2 separate regions of the Mus musculus genome follow, and region 1 is linked to region 2. A link is a contact called in public ChIA-PET data. All regions are on one chromosome and are shown on one strand. The core of a region is the stretch at or near the end of the contact, and the rest is flanking DNA. Distances in the headings are between cores, read along the strand shown.

Region 1 (5,253 bases), core at 909-3,408, 120 kb after region 2:
TCCAAGGCAAGGAGCCGGGTGTACACAGGACTGCCTCCTTGGTGGCACATGAAGAGGTGATACAGCACAGAGGCTGCAGGGGGCACCAGGCAAGCCACACAGTGTGTACCTCCTAGCCAGCCATCCTTGCCCAGCTGACTCCAGGGCATGGTCATTGGCACCAACACCAGGAAGCCCAGCAGGGCTAGCCCTAGAAGGGAGGGAGAGTTATATATCAGACACAATCAGCATAAAAGGAGAATCATATCCACAAAGGTACCAACTGGAGCCAGGAAAATAGCTTAGTCGGTAAAAGCTGTTAAGCCTGACAACCTTAACTTGATCCTGAACTCCACATGGTAGGAGAGAACCAATTCTCACAAATTGTCTTCTAACCTCCACATTCCTGGGCAGAAGTACACCTGCCCACCCACTCATACACTATGAGTATGTTTAAAAATAAAAAAACTAAAGTGGCCTGACTATGAAAAACAAACGAAAGTCAGAGCAAGGCAGAGTTCAGTGCTGCTGCCTGCCCACACAGAGCAGGTCTTGCGGGCTACAAACTTTCAGAAGGGTTACTGTCTGTCAGGATCACTGCAGATCTAGGAAGCAGAGACAATAAGCCCTACTTTGCAGGTGCAAAAACTAGCTTGGAGTAATCTGTCCCAGCTGAGCCCAGCGAGTAGGCAAAGGAGAGAGGATGATGAACCAGGGCAGACCAATTCCTGGCTAAAGCCACAGTTCCTCCCTGCCACACAGGAGGCCAGACCAGGTCTGTCTTGTCTGTCTGTCTGTCCGTCCTGCAGAAATCTGGAGAAGCATGACCTCAGCCTGAGTTCTGATTAGGACAGGAGGGACATACCAGCCTCAGGGTTACTTAACATTGTCAAATGTCCAGGCAGATGGAGGCTTTGGGTCTTTTTGTTTTCCATAAAGAAAGCCAGGAAAGGCCAGAATGAGGGGAAAGGACTGGAAGAAGCCTATCCTGTCTCCACTGGGGCGCTTTCAGCTCTGTTCTTTCCAGTGCTGGCCTTTCTTGGACATTCCTCCCTTCCCCACAACCAGTTGGCATTGCCTTAATAGAGGACAAATGCAGGCATCAGCCCCACTCTTGGTGGGGGTCTGACTAGACAATAGCGCTCTTCCTCTAGAGAAAAGCCCAAGTCTAAACCTAGCTGGCTCTAGTTCCCTCTCCCAGCTGGGGCGGCTCAAGGACAGGCCAGGGCTGTGTCAGCAGAGCTCTAGGGGCCCGCAAGAAGTGTGTTGGGGGGCGGGGTGGGGGAAAGCGGAGCCCCACGGTACTGCTATGGTCGTGGGGACTCAAGGCTATCGCGAGGAAGGGCTTGGGTCAGGCAGGGGCAGTCTTCTCTCCAATTCCTCCTAGCCAGTGAACGCCCATCTCCAGGATGAGCGCTGGAGGGGGAGGGTGCCCAAGGCGCAGGATTATCAAGGGGATACCAGGATTCTTACCCCTAGAGCTCAGCCGGATTAAGCTGGCTCTCACTCTGCTCCCCTGTCCTGCTTTGGGGCACTACTGGGAAAGCAGGAGCTGGCAACGAAGCTTGGGACAATGGCAGCTTTGTCACCGCGGCGCCTGACCCAACCAGAGCAGGGACAGTCCAGGACTTGAGCTTGGGGGGCTGCTGTGCTCACAGGCAAGGCGGCCGCGAGTGCAAGAAGCGTGAATCGGGGCGCGGCTCACCTACCGTGTGTGTAGATGTTGCCCAGCTCGTTGTGTAGGTAGAAAAGGCTGCGCAGACAGCCCGAGCCGCTGCTGGCCGGCCGGTAGCCGGTTAATACGAACTTATTGAACTGCAGGTGCGGCGGCGAGCTAGCCCAGTCCAGGAGACGAGGCCCGGTCAGGAATGCCATGGCCTCACGCACTGCGGCCGACCGGCGACCCTCTGCGCCTGGGCTTCCTTCTCAGTGGAGCTGCAGCGCTGGGAAGCTCATCCCGATTCACCTCCGGCTATCCGGTGGCCCTGCCCGGGTCAGCAAGGAGGTCCCGGCCCCCTTCCCTCACGCGCTGCGCACGCGCGAGTTCGACGCCCCCGCAAGGGAGAGAAAGCTGGCAACCCCAGGTCGGAGCTCAGTGCATTCAGCTCCACCGTAGCAGAGCGGCGGAGGGAGAGCTCCGGTTGGCCGCAACGGCAGCCAGGCGTCTCGCCGCAGCCCGGAGGACGGGCGCGGCCGGACGCCGGAGGGGACAGCAGGCTCCACCCCGGCTCCTCGCCCCCGCCACCCTGCCTGTGTTTCGCGCGCTGGATTCCTGACGTTCTTGTTGCAGGGACCAATGGGCTCTGCGGACGGAGATGCTCCGCCCCGAGACCGCCCATGCCTTCTCTTTTTAACATATGCGGTTCCAGCCTTCTTTGCGTGGAGTGGCTGTTGGCTTGCGACGCGAGTTTCTGTGTCGGGCTCCTCCACTGGAGTGGCCTAGCACCTTGGGTCTACCAACATTATCACACCCCAGCTTTCTTAATGACCTTCAGGTTGCCGCACCTTTGGGCACCTACCTCAAGCACATAACCCGGCTACCCAGCTCTAAACCCACAGTCAGACTCTGTCCAAGGTGCTGCTGGCTAAGCGCCCCACCACCACCCCCCACACCCCCCAGAAGAGTCCTGAGCAGCGCAGGCGCTTACCCACTTTGGAGGCATATTTCCATTGGCGGGGAACCCAAGCGTCTAAGATGTGTGGTGCACCTGGAACCCTTAGCGAGGCCCAGCCCTTCCGGCCAGGCTGCTTCGAGCTTGGGTTCCACCCAATTCACTCCCTTTTATCGCCCACAAAGCACACCCTTAGCCCTGCCCAGTACAGGCAAGGAACGGGCAAAGGCAGGAGACCAGGGAAGCAAGGTCGGTTCTCTTCTACTCTGGCAGGGACAAGGAAGGCGCTTCTTCCTCATAAAACTACCCAAGACCAACTTCCACATCCTCTCATAAGAAAGCTCACAGTGTGGACACCCAGCATCCCACCTGCAGCCCCCCTGCCCACACCCTTATCGACAGGTTCTTCCTCGCGCAAAGAACTTGCTAAAGCCTCTACCAAAATAGGCCTTTTATTTTAAGTCTATACTGAGTCTTTAGATCACTTTTGTTTTGTTTTTGTTTTTGTTTTGTTTTGTTTTTTGAGACAGGGTTTCTCTGTATAGCCTTGGCTGTCCTGGAACTCACTTTGTAGACCAGGCTGGCCAGAAATCCTCCTGCCTCTGCCTCCCGAGTGCTGGGACTAAAGGCATGCGCCACCACGCCCGGCTTTAGATCACTTTTGTTGGCCCCTAACCTTTCATCGAGGGCAGCAGTCCAGGACCATCCCCAAAAGAGGCGCAAAGAACCCTGAAACCAAACACCACCCATCACATCAAGGTCCATGAATTAGGGTGTTGGATTCCCTTTGTCCTTTGGCTTCAGTCATCTGGACCCCAAGGGTCAGGCCAAGTTCCCAAATAGCACTGGATGCTTCCTGTCCGATCTTCTGGTCTTCCCGAGATGATCAGAGACCGAGCTGCTTTTAAAGGGGCACAAGGTCGAGGTAGGGTGCTGCATAATATCTCGGGTGTCCATCTCGCTGGCAGAAGTGGTGATGGACTCACGTACGTCTGGGGTCAGAGAGCAGAGACGAGCGAGCGCAAGGAGCTCTGGCTGGAGGCACTCAGGGGACGGTAGCCCGCAGCAGGACCCTCAGCCTGAGAGTCCCCTGGGGGACAGGGCAGGGCCACCCCTCGGGGCCGGCGGTACCACACAGCCCAGCTTCTCCCGGGGCCCCGGGAAGGTCCCATGGCCAGAGACCCTTTTCCTGGAGCCAGCAGACAGCTCCTAGGGAGGGAGCAGACGTCAGCTGGACCCATACCCAGCCCTGCCTCTAACATCCTGCTCTGCCTGCAAACCAATTCTCCCACGGCCTCGCCCACTCAAGAACCCAGGGCCTTCCTAGCTTCGTCCCCCAGCCCAGGCTTCCCACCGGAGACCCCACACCCGAGGCACGAGGCATCAGGCGCCCAGTGCGGGCTCTGCCCTCAGGCCCTGCCCCAGCGCCCGCACCGTCGACGCAGCAAACGCAGTAGGGACAGGAGCAACAGCAGCAGCACAGAGAAGGCCGTCACGGTGGAGAAGACTCGGGCTGTGGGCACAGGGGTGTGATGAGGACAGGCCTCCGAAAAGCCACTCCTTGTTTAACTCCCACCTTGTAAATCAGCCTCACCACCTATCGAAGCCTGTGCAGCTCCGGGCTTGGGGCTGCAGCTCGCGTTAGCCCCATCGGGGTCCCCTGCGAGACTCTCAGTTGAATCCTCTGGAGATGCTCTGCCCTCCACTGTATCCTGCAGCCCTGCGGAGAGAGGTGTGAGGCGAGGTGGCCAGGAGTGCGGTTGTGTGGGCGGCGTCAGAAGGACTGGCCCCTGGCTCACCGCGGTAGGTGAGCGCGAAGCCTTGAGCATGGCCTCTTGCGTCGCTGCGGAAGGTGAGCAGCAGCGCAGCAGTGCGCAGGCGCAGCGGTCCCGGAGGCGGCGGATGGGCGCCGTCGAAGGCACGGAGTAGGTTGCCGGACGAGACGTCGCGTAGCTCCAGCCGGTCTCGAGAATCAGCCAACTCGAAGAGGCGGAAGGTGAGTTCTAGCACAGCGCCCAGTTGGCCCAATACCCAGCTGCAGTTCCGGTCTGGTCCATACTCATCCGGAAAATCCGGGGAGTAGATGACTCCTTGAGGAGCCGACCAGTTTCCCTGGCAGGAGCCCACAGACACTGCGGGCAGAGCAGGCGGTCAAGAAACAAGAGGCCAGCTTGGCTTTCTTTCCAGCGCAGGTGGAAAGAGTCCCCTTTTCGAGCTAGGTCTCATTCCCACCCCAGTACTGGCACCGCTCAGTTTCTTTAAATAGGCCCCTCCTTCGAACCAATTCCTAATTAAGTGCTGGCTTCACCATCAGGTTCAGCCTCAAGTCCTTTACAGATCCTGCCTTCATTCTTAGTCTCCTTAACACGCCCCATTCCAACAGAAGGCTTCCTGATTCCACTCCTAGTGGAGGAATGGCACATTAGACTCCACCCTTCATTCTGGTCTACGTCTCACCTTCATAGATGCCTAGTCGTCCATCGCCTCCACAGAGCTGGCCTGGGTGGCCAAAACAGATCTGGTCACAGTCGGTGGCAGGGGCTGGACGTCCGCGGGCCAGGTCACTTTCAGAGCCACAGAAGCAGGCATAACCAGCCTCCACACCAGCCAGCTGGGAGCACAGACTGGGTGACCCCAAAGGCAGGGATGGTGGATATGGGTG
Region 2 (4,719 bases), core at 957-3,456:
TTCTTTCTTTCTTTTTTTTTTTTTTTTTTGATGGTTACAGAATGACAGTTTATTACAGAACAAACTGGACAAGAGAGAACTTTTAGTCGTTTGAAACATTTTTTTATGCATGACTCACTTTCCCCTCTACTGATAGAAGTCTATCATGACCCTCTAGCCCCATGGTTTGTACCTACTGTGACCCACCTCTCAAAACAGTCACCATGAAGCATTCTTTCCATAACAACAGCTATTAGTGAAATATCTTCACACTCATTGACCCTCCAGAGGTGCCGTCAGAGCACTGCTGATTACAGCCACCTATTTGCAGTTCTCCTCTGAGAGAGTCACAGCCCATGGGTGTTCTCTGTCCCTGTAACCTCTACTGATCTCACTTGGCTCTCAGCTGCTCCCAGACTAGCCCTCAAAAATTGGAATGGGCATGGGTCATAGGTCAGACATGGTGGGCACCTGTTCCTACTTACATATGTCAGGAACCACTTACTACCTGGGAGGCAGAGGCAGGGAAGGAAGGTGCACACCGAGCAGAGAATGCAGTCCTGTCTACCATCTCTTCAGTGCCTGAAAAAGCCTGTCTAAATAAACAAAAGCAGATGGGTCCCCTCTCATTGCGTGTTCCTTGACTTGATGTCCTGGGTGACCCAGGGTCCAGCTCGACTTACACTGCTTTTGATCAATGATTAACATAATGGTTGATACCATGAGCAATCACAGACTTGATTAAAATGAATATATTATTTTAGGCTGATTTTTTTTCTCCACTCAAATGTTTTTATTTCATCTACCTTGAACAATGAATTGAGAAAGACAGGACCTCCAAAGCCTTCCCAAAAACAGAGATTTTGAAACAGCACTGTCCACACTGGTCAGGGGAGACAAATGGCTGTCAGGGTAGGGCCATCCTTGCGGGGCTGCTCTCTTCAAGTCTCAAATCTGTTTAATCGGGTGGTGCTTCTCATCAGCCAACTTCCCATCATCTGTCCTTGCTTTCTGGAAGCTGCTCAGAAACTCATTGAGTTTGGGCTGATTTTTTTTTTTTTTTTTTTTGATAGCCACTATTTATTTACATTTCAATTTTTTTTTTCTTTCAAGACAGTGTTTCTTTGTGTAGCCCTGGCTGTTCTGGAACTCACTCTGTATCCTCCTTCCCTGTTTCCCCTCAAAAAACTCCCTTTTCTGCCCCCCTCCTCCCTGCTTCTATGAGCGTGCTCCCCCACCCACCCACCCACTCCTGCTTCACTGTCTTAGTATTCCCCTATGCTGGGGCATCAAGCCTTCACAGGACCAAGGGCTTCTCCTCCCATTAATGCCAGATCAGGCCATCCTTTGCTACACATGCAACTGCAACCCTGGGTGTCTCCATGTGTATTCATTGGTTTAGTCCCTGGGAGCTCTGTGGTGTCTCGTTGGTTGATACTGTTGTTCTTCCTATGGTGTTGCAAACCCCTTCAGCTCCTTCAGTTCTTCTTCTAACTTCTCCATTGGGGTCCCCATGCTCAGTCCAATTGTTGCCTGGTCCTTGAGCCTGGTGTGGAAGTATCCTCACAATTGTTGTCTTTCACTTGAAGGTGAGAAGGCAACAGCCAGTAGTTGCTTGATTTCCAAGGTTTGGGATGCTTCAGCAGCTTTTCTCATCATGTCTCAGCTTTTCTTCTCCATTGTTAAAAATAGTCCTTTCAACATGCAAGCAGGAATCTCCCTGCAGGAATTGGGCTGATTTTTTAACAGAATCTCCTCGATAGGCTGCATTTTGTGAGGGCTGGCCACAAACACCTTAAAGACGTGAAAGGCTTTTACTTGGAGGTTTGGGCTTTTGTCTAGAAGCAGGTTCATCATCGGTCTCAGGTTCTCCAGCTTGTTGATATACCTGAGTCATAATGGTGAAATTGTGGCAATTCAGGATCAGCTCAACGAGCAACTTTAAAGATTGTCTCTTTGTCACGGAGTTCTCAGACTGCAGCAGTTTCTCATCATCTTCAAAAATAGTGTCATAATTCTTCTAAGAAGTCTGCTACCATCACTTTGTATCTGGTTAACAAATCCTTGAGAGTAGCAACGGCATCTGAAGCGATATCAGATGTGGACAGCGCCACGCACTTGAAGTCTCTGACTGATTAGAGAAGAGGACGACTTGACAAGTGGCTCATGTTGAAAACACTCTCTCAGCGTAATCCACAACCACACTGTAAGGCAACCTGTGGGCCTTTACAGCCTTTGAGAAGCATAAACAGGATGTGAAGATGAGAACTGACGCACTCCACAGTAGGACACCAGGTACCAATCTGTCTTCTCAGGATGTTGTTGACTATCTGGATCACATCTTTTTTTGGTGTCACCAGCAACCCCCTGCTGTGGAGCTCCTGTGCCAGCTGAGCCACTGCTTCTGGGGGTGGGGGTGGGGTCCTTGTCATTTATTCCACACAGAATTTCCTTCATTGCTTACAGAGATCTTGTCACTTCTGATGAAGCATTATCTGTCTTTTTGTCTTGCTTTTCCAAAACGGCCAGGTTGTCTTTCAGAATTTTGACAATTTCTGCTGGATTTTTGTGTGATTTACTAAACAAAGGCATTTTTTTTTCATGTATAAAAGTCTCTTCTTAGGCCTGGCTTGGTGGCACTTGCCTTTAATCCCAGCACTTGGGAGGCAGAGGCAGGCAGATTTCTGAGTTCGAGGCCAGTCTGGTCTAGAGAGTGAGTTCCAGGACAGCCAGGGATATGCAGAGAAACCCTGTCTCGAAAAAACAAACAAAAACAAAGTCTCTTCTTCCAATATGGAATGCTTAGATGTCCCTCGTCTTCCACAAATCTGTTCCAGGGCTTACAGTTTTCAGTCACTGCTCAGGGCAGTCACGTCTCTCCTTTAGTCTGCTGCCTTTGCATGACAAACACATAAGCCTCCAATCTGGAGTCTGCATCTTCCTTTTCTTTTCTTTTCTTTTCTTTTCTTTTCTTTCTTTCTTTTTTTTTTTTCTTCTTGTTTTTTTAAGAGCATCTTCATTTTCCAAGCAGCCACTACAGGTTTAAACTAAACCTTAGCTCCTGATGTTCTTTCTTCTTCACGGTGGATTTTACCGGAAGAAAGTGCTGCACCACTACACCCATAAATCTGGTTTTAAAAGCCCATGGCTCAGAAACCCATAGGCCAGAGAGAAGAAAACAATACTGTTAACTCACAGTATTGAGAAGCTTCTCAGGACAATGGGCAGCAGTTAATGCTGAGACTCAAGTGGTGCTCCTCCCTAGCCCCAGACTAAGGCTCGGGGAGCACTGAGGAAGAGGGATGGGAAGAAGGGAGGAGCAGAAGAAGGGGAAAGAGAGCTGCGAAAGGCTGGCTTCTGCACACGGCCACTCCACTGTACAGATGAGTTCACTGTAGCTCTGCTCATCCGCAAAAGCGCAAGGTCAAGCCAGTGAGAGCAGAGGCACAAGACTATTGTTGTTAGTGCTTTAGAAGACACGAGAATGCTCTGAGCCGCATGCTGTCCCCTACTTCCCCAAGCTCCATTGTCAGGCCATCTCTCTACCAGGAACATCCAGGTTAGATCCCTTTTCCTGCCCAATTCCCCAGCCCACTAAGTCCTCCTGAGCATGCCCAGTTGCCCAACAGACAATACTAACTGGACTAAAGGCGTTACAAAATAAAAACTAATCAATCAGTCAATTAAAAGGAGAGGACTTGAAGAAGGAAGGGGTGGCATTTGGAGTGAAGGGAGGAAGAGGTTGAGAGGGTAGGTGATGGAGAGTCGGCTCAGTGGTTAAGAGCACTTGCTGCTCTTCCAGAGGTCCCAGTCTCCATTCACAGAACTTGCATGGTGGCTTATAACAGCCTGAAGCTTCTGTTCTAGGGGATCAAGCAAACACACACACACACACACACACACACACACACACACACACACACACCACAGGCACCTCTCCATATCCAATGCACATACAGACAGGCTGACACCCTAATATACATAAGTAAAAAATAGTTTTAAAAAATTCCAGGGCTGAAGAGATGGCTCAGAAGGTAGGAGCACTGTGCTCTTGCAGGAGACCTGTGTTCAGTTAACAGCACCCACACGAGGTCTTACAACATCTGTAACTCCAGTTCCAGGGGATCGGATACCCTCAATGGCTTCCACAGGCACCAGACACATACACAGGACACAGACATACTTGCAAGCAAAATACCCATGCATATAACATAAAAAATATTAGAAGTCATTTAAACAAGAAGCAATGTGAAAGTTTTACGAGTAAATGTATTTTTGATGAAGAAGGCTAAAAAAAAGGAAACTTTTAAAAATATTTAGAGTTTATCTATTTTATTATTTTATGTGTAAGAGTATTTTGCCTGAATGTATGCAAGTGAACCACATACTTGCCTGGTACCTGCAGAGGTCAGAAGAGGCTGGCAGATGCTCTGGGATCGCAGTGATAGGTTGGTAGTGAGCCACTGGGTAGGTGCTGGGAACTGAACTTAGTCTTAACTGCTGCCATTTCTCCAGTCCAGGATTTTAGGGGCTGGAGTAATAACTCAGCAATTAGGAGCACTGACCTCTCTAACAGAGGTCCTGAGTTCAATTCCCAGCAACTACATAGTGGCTCACAACCATCTGTAGTGGGATCTGGTGCCCTTTCATATACATAAAATAAGTAAATTTTGTGCTGGGATTAAAGGCATGCGCCACTACGCCCAGCAAATCTTTTTTTTTTAAATCAATGTGCAAAAT

Evidence for each region. ChIA-PET counts read pairs in DNA pulled down with a chosen protein or histone mark.
Region 1: an RNA polymerase II ChIA-PET map of memory CD8 T cells shows a contact between it and region 2, with 5 read pairs. The contact joins the promoter of Paqr4 here to the enhancer-like site in region 2. A contact is called at or near these places in 7 of 39 promoter capture datasets (cranial neural crest, embryonic stem cells and trophoblast stem cells), 1 of 15 datasets of contacts at CTCF or cohesin (embryonic stem cells), 2 of 115 datasets of contacts at active chromatin or transcription factors (embryonic stem cells and memory CD8 T cells) and 3 of 9 other capture datasets (embryonic stem cells, liver and pancreatic islet).

The regions. Positions count from the first base shown.
Region 1 is chr17:23,738,172-23,743,424 of GRCm38.p6, forward strand. It overlaps Paqr4 (progestin and adipoQ receptor family member IV), which reads right to left and starts at 2,159. Exons shown (of 3, transcript NM_023824.3): 1 at 1,689-2,159; 2 at 1-190. The coding sequence starts at 1,854. It overlaps Kremen2 (kringle containing transmembrane protein 2), which reads right to left. Exons shown (of 10, transcript NM_028416.2): 6 at 5,049-5,202; 7 at 4,391-4,723; 8 at 4,186-4,311; 9 at 4,026-4,104; 10 at 3,028-3,800. The coding sequence ends at 3,590.
Region 2 is chr17:23,618,330-23,623,048 of GRCm38.p6, forward strand. It overlaps the pseudogene Gm7912. Among named protein-coding and RNA genes, the nearest start is that of Zscan10, 20 kb to the left of the region's middle. Within about 2 kb of position 2,207, at least 22 of the 459 cell types and tissues checked have an H3K27ac peak or open chromatin away from gene starts, as enhancers often do. A contact at or near this core is called in memory CD8 T cells, where this site is marked.